Regions from separate parts of the Mus musculus genome. Here region 1 is linked to region 2. A link is a contact called in public promoter capture Hi-C data. All regions are on one chromosome and are shown on one strand. Each heading gives the region's core, a stretch centred on a gene start, on an enhancer-like site or on the middle of the called end of the contact. The rest is flanking DNA. Distances are from core to core; before and after follow the strand shown. Region 1 holds the start of Cdk1 (cyclin-dependent kinase 1). Region 2 holds the start of Nrbf2 (nuclear receptor binding factor 2).

The links. Promoter capture Hi-C pulls out the DNA fragments that hold promoters and counts their contacts.
Region 1: a promoter capture Hi-C map of pre-B cells shows a contact between it and region 2, with 13 times the contacts expected there. The contact joins the promoter of Cdk1 here to the promoter of Nrbf2 in region 2. A contact is called at or near these places in 2 of 39 promoter capture datasets (hippocampal neurons and pre-B cells), 2 of 484 Hi-C or Micro-C datasets (B cells and CD4 T cells), 1 of 115 datasets of contacts at active chromatin or transcription factors (embryonic stem cells) and 1 of 9 other capture datasets (adipose tissue).

The regions. Positions count from the first base shown.
Region 1 is chr10:69,351,629-69,354,328 of GRCm38.p6, forward strand. It overlaps Cdk1 (cyclin-dependent kinase 1), which reads right to left and starts at 1,284. Exons shown (of 8, transcript NM_007659.4): 1 at 1,208-1,284.
Region 2 is chr10:67,283,926-67,286,718 of GRCm38.p6, forward strand. Nrbf2 (nuclear receptor binding factor 2) reads right to left here and starts at 1,356. Exons shown (of 4, transcript NM_001036293.2): 1 at 1,172-1,356. The coding sequence starts at 1,201. Gm46200 (a long non-coding RNA gene) reads left to right here and starts at 1,508. Exons shown (of 3, transcript XR_001779690.1): 1 at 1,508-1,595.

The DNA.
Region 1 (2,700 bases), core at 34-2,533, 2.1 Mb after region 2:
TAAAATCAACTCCATGGGGTGTGGGGGCACAGCCAGGAATCCCAGCTCTTGGCACTGCACAAGGAGGCAGCGGCTCAACAGATAAAAATTCAGAAGGAAAATGTAAACCCGTCCAAGGGTCCTGCCAGGCATCCCACTGAACCCTGGGGATTCTCAGACACATAAGATTGACTCTCAACTATGGAGATTATGTTTAGGAAATTTCAACGCATCCCCCCCCAACCCCCTTTCTTCAATACAGAGACTTAATATAACTATAGAGCATTAAACGTTTCAACCACCTCTGCACAGACAGCAAAGAGTTAACATGTCTTGAAAGCTGGGCTTATTTCCTTCCAACATTTTCCAGTCTCCCGGGCCTGCTGTTAAAAGCTGCCCAGTGTATCCAAGTTGGGGGCAGGCGATGGTGGCCCGCACATCAGAACCTTCATCGGTATTTATGTTTTAAGACGATCAAGGACGCGAAGGCATCCGCGGTTCTCCCTCTCTCTCCTTCTTTGCCTGGGTACAGTCTGTGGCCTTAGCACAGGCAACTAAAAATAAACGATCCTACACTTTCTTGGTTCTGCACCTTGGTAGGAATAAGCTTTTTAAACGACCACGGGTCTGTTTCTCCGGCAGTACCGACTTAAGGCCTCCGAAGGCAGCTGGCCTGGTGCAGCCCAGCTCCACACTGGCAGCCAACAGGGCCTGGGACATAACTTGGCACCCCGCCCACACCCGGGCCCACTCCAGCGAGGCCCATCCAGTCTGCAGGAACCTGGAGCTCGCGTAGGGGCCTGCACGTCCGCAGGACCCGGGGCTCAAGTGAGCCTTGCCCTTCCATAAGGGACCGCTGGATCGGGTGAGCCCTGCCCCCCCCCCCCATAGGGATCCCAGGCTCCGGTGAGCCCTGCTCCTCCATAGTGTCCCCAGGCTCAGGTAGGCCATGCTCCTGCATAGGGGACCCTGGCCTCAGATGAGGACATGCTCATCCATAGGGTACCCCAGACCCCGGGCTCAGGGAGGCCATGCCCGACCATAAGGGATCCCGGACTTAGGTGAGGCCCTACCCGTCCACAGGAGACCAAGATCTCACGTGGAGGCCCTACCCGTCCACAAGGGATCCCCAGGCTCACATGGATGTCCTGCCCTTCCCCGGGGGAACCCCCAGATCCCGTGGAGCCCCCGCAGGCCCAGCCTGCACCCAGTCCGACTCACGCCATACCTCTCTGTCCCGGCTGGGGCCACACCGCAGTTCCGGACTGCGCGGACGCAGCAACTCCAGGAGCTTAGAGGCCGAGTGCCAGCAGTTTCAAACTCGCCGCGGTAAAGCTCCCGGGATCCGCCAATCCGATTGCACGTAGACGTTCAAAGGAGCCAATCAGAGCTGAGCTACGCTTGGGCGGGGCTGCCTGGGAGCGCAGAGCGCGAAAGGGAGCGGAAACCGCGGCCAGAGGAATTGCAGGAGGGCGGGCGCCAACTGACTCTTGAGCTCTGTTTTCCTTCCAATATCGTCCTGTTGTTTCTGGACAGTCTAATCTATTCTCTTTTTTCTCCAGCTACCTTTCTGTGTGTAATTTCCCTCCAAGACTAACACAATTCAAATGCATTGAATTTAGATAGCCAGCCACCAAAGTGACAGTACCACTACATCAAGAGCTTGTTATTAGCTGGGCGTGGTAGCACACACCTTTAGTCTCAGCTTTCGGGAGGCAAAGGCAGGGCAAATTTCTGAGTTCGAGGCCAGCCTGGTCTACAGAGTGAGTTCCAGGACAGCCAGGGCTACACATACAGAGAAACCCTGTCTCGAAAAACCAAAAAAAAAAAAAAAAAAAAAAAAGAGTTTCTTACTTTTATTTTGTTTTGTTTTGAGACAAGGTTTCTGGGTGTAATTTTGACTGACCTAGAACTTGCTCTGTAGACCAGGCTGGCCTTGAACTCACAGAGATCCTCCTGCCTCTGCCTCCAGAGTACTGGGGTTAAAGGCGTGTGCTGCCACCACCACCTGGCTATTGCTAACATTTAAAATTACTTTATGATTATGCCTTTCAAAATTCTATATTAAGCTGGGATAATATAAATAATATATAATATTAATATATAATATATTAGTTTACATATGTATGTGTGTATATATATGTGTGTGTGTGTGTATATATGTGTGTGTATATATATATATACATATATATATATATATATATCTGAGGATTGTGGCACACACCTTTAATATATGTATATATATAATATTAAGTTTCACTATGGAATTTTCAGACAATATTGGTCTGTGTTAATTCTTCTCATCCCTTCTCCCAGTAACCCTAGTCCCCGCACCTCGTAACTGCACGCCCCCAAGCCCATAGCCCTCTGTGTCCTATCACCATGTCCATGACTCTAATCCCCCCCCCCACTCGGGCAGCCTTTCCTTTCTAGTTGGAACCTTATATACACACTAACATATGAACATTACATGCTAGGATCCGCCTATGAGAAAGAACATGAAGTGTCTGTCTCTCTATGTCTGTGTCAGGTAACTTGATGTATTTTCCAGCTCTCCCGTGTTCCTGCAGATTATGTTTTTTTCAATGAGTTTTTAGCAGCCAGCAGAAGGATCACATTTAAAGTACCTTAAGAAGACAAGAGGATAGGAACCAATGAAACACTGAAAGACACCCTCAAAACTGAAAAGAAAAAATGCCAGCCTGTTTCTGTGATTATACA
Region 2 (2,793 bases), core at 106-2,605:
AAAACTCACCAGTGTAGCCTCATTAGCCTGAAGTGTAATCCACTTAGAAACGGACGCAGGGTCTAAATTAGTAACTCTTGGGTAGATTTCTCGGAGCTGCAAACCTGGCGCCAGGGATGGAACCATAGCTTTAGGTGTTCACTCTCCAGCGTTGACGCTCAACACTCCCAAATCTCATTAAGTGACAGGGGCTACGGTCTCACTGGAGCAACTAACTCTTCCAATGTTCCATCCATAACGTACAGTTCTACGTGTCTCTTATCTATTCAGTCCTTTAATCCTCACAACGAACGAGGGTTAAAACAAAAACAAAAAAAAACAATGAAGTGAAAATTTTTGTTCAAGGTCTCTTGAGGCTATTAGGTGACTAAGCCCGAGTTCAAATCCAGGAGTTTGGCTCCAGAAATCCATAGTCTGAAACCACAGACTCTGGCTTCTCTGCACAGCACGGACCAGGCTCTTCCAAGCCGGGAGGGAGGGCAGAGTTCCAAAGGAAGCAATCAATCTTTCCCGGTCCTGCTCTCAATCCCTCCGCATCATCGCAAACCACCTACAGACTTGGGACTTGCAAAGTTTTACTCCGCAACACTAAGGAACCAGACGTCTGCATCTGAATTTCATGAACCTTTTCCCAGGAAACCCGAAGATGTCCTGTGATCACACTTAGAACAGAACTGTGGGAGGTTTGGGGTTTTGTGGGGTTGTTTGGGGCGGTGTGTGTGTGTGTGTTCCTTTTTGCCCCAAACAATAATGACCCGGCCCCCTGTGTGTCTCTCTGTATGTGTTTCTGAGAAAGGCAAACACGTCTGGTACTTTCGTGAGCCTTAAAGCAAAGGCACCGGGCTGCGGGGCGTGGACTGGGGTTCCGATCCAGCTGTTTCAGAGGGGCCTTCGCTAGCCCAGCTGCGAGGGCAGCAGGGAAGAGGGGGTGCGGTGTGCGAGGCGCGGCCCCGACACCCCGACTCTGCCCGCGGCCTGCAGGCGGCGGCTACGTGGCGCTGGGACGCGGTCCCAGCAGGGCAGATGCCACGGGCCCCGAGGGAGAGGCCTGAGCCCCGGGGATCAGGGTCCCCTCCATGAGCTCGCGGCTCCCCCTTCAGTGCCGCTTGACCCCCTCAGCCCGCGTTTCCCCGCAGCCTACCGGTCCCCGACTCAGCCCGCGACCACTCACAAGGTTGAGGGGTCCTTCCATCACTTCCATAAACCCCGGGGTGAGCAGCGGCCCGAGGCGGAGCGGCGGCGCCCGGGCACATGGAGGGGCAGCGAGGGCAGGGAGACGCGGCGGCTGGCAGGAGGCTCCTCGCAGAACCCGGAGCCGGCAGTGAGAGCCCAAGAGCGACAGCCGCGCCACTTCCGCCTCCGACGTCGCGTCGCGGGGGGCCGTCCCGGCGTCGCTGCGCGCGGCGGCGTGACGTCGCCACGCGCCGGCGCGAGGCAGGGGGCGCGGCTGGGGTGAGAGCATGGGGTGGGCGGGGCTAGGGGCGGGGCAGCAGCTAAGTGACAAAAACCGCCCCTCTCCTCGCGAGAGGGAGCTCTGCTAGACTTCGGCGGCGGCTGTCACGTGATGAGCCGGGTCTGGCTAGTTGGTTAATAAGGTCACTCTGCACGCTTGACCTTTCTTCCTTCCCGTAGGCTTTCTCAGGTCCTCTCCTTGTACCTCACCCCTCCTTCTCCGTTTCTGTTCTATCTCCGTTGACTTTTTTTTAAAAAGCAAATTTGAGCCAAGTTAACACCCTGCACTAGATCCGCCTTACAGGAGGTTTCCATATTTTTTGCCTTTTGGCAGAGAGTCTGTGGCCCAGATCTTGTACATGTGGCAGTCTTGTGTCGAGCATATGAGCAGGTGCCACCATACCTCCACTCCACCGAGAGGATTTGACAGAGATAAGTGACCCCAGGGTCACAAACTAATTCTAAAGCAAGAAGGATTATAAGCCACCAAGTATAACCGTTCTTCAACAACTATGTACTAAATCACTGTGCTAAGGTCTTTCTGTTTCCGCACCCACTGGCAAGTAGATATGGTTTATGGAGAAAGGGAGATGGAGAGGAGCTGAGAGAACAACTAACATATTGTGTGAAGGAAACCGGGCTTACCTGGAGGTTTTTTTTTTTTTTTTTTTTTTTTAAAGATTTATTTATTTTTATTATATATAAGTACACTGTAGCTGTCTTTAGACACTCCAGAAGAGGGCGTCAGATCTCATTACGGATGGTTGTGAGCCACCATGTGGTTGCTGGGATTTGAACTTCGGACCTTTGGAAGAGCAGTCGGGTGCTCTTACACACTGAGCCATCTCACCAGCCCCTTACCTGGAGGTTTTACAGTACCAAATTCTGTAATGAAAAAAACTTCAAAGAACCACATGAATGTACCTTTAAGAATTTGTAATATTGGAGGACGTGGAGACGCAGGTTGGGTGTTAAAGGAAACCCACCTGGGGTGTGATTTTTTTTTAAGATTTATTTATTTAATTTATTTTAGTACACAGTCACTGTCTTCAGACAGACCAGAAGAGGGCATCAGATCCCATTAGAGATGGTTGTGAGCCACCATGTGGTTGCTGGGAATTGAACTAAGGACCTCTGGAAGAGCAGTCAGTGCTCTTAACCTCTGAGCCATCTCTCCAGCCCCCTGGGATGTGATTTTTTTTTTTTAATATGAAACCTTAAAAAGCCAGCCGAGGAAAGAGCAGAGGCAATGTACAACATCTGTAAACGGGGAGGAAGAGATGACATATATAACTTAATATGAATAATATATAGCATATATATCTAAAATGATTTCAAAAG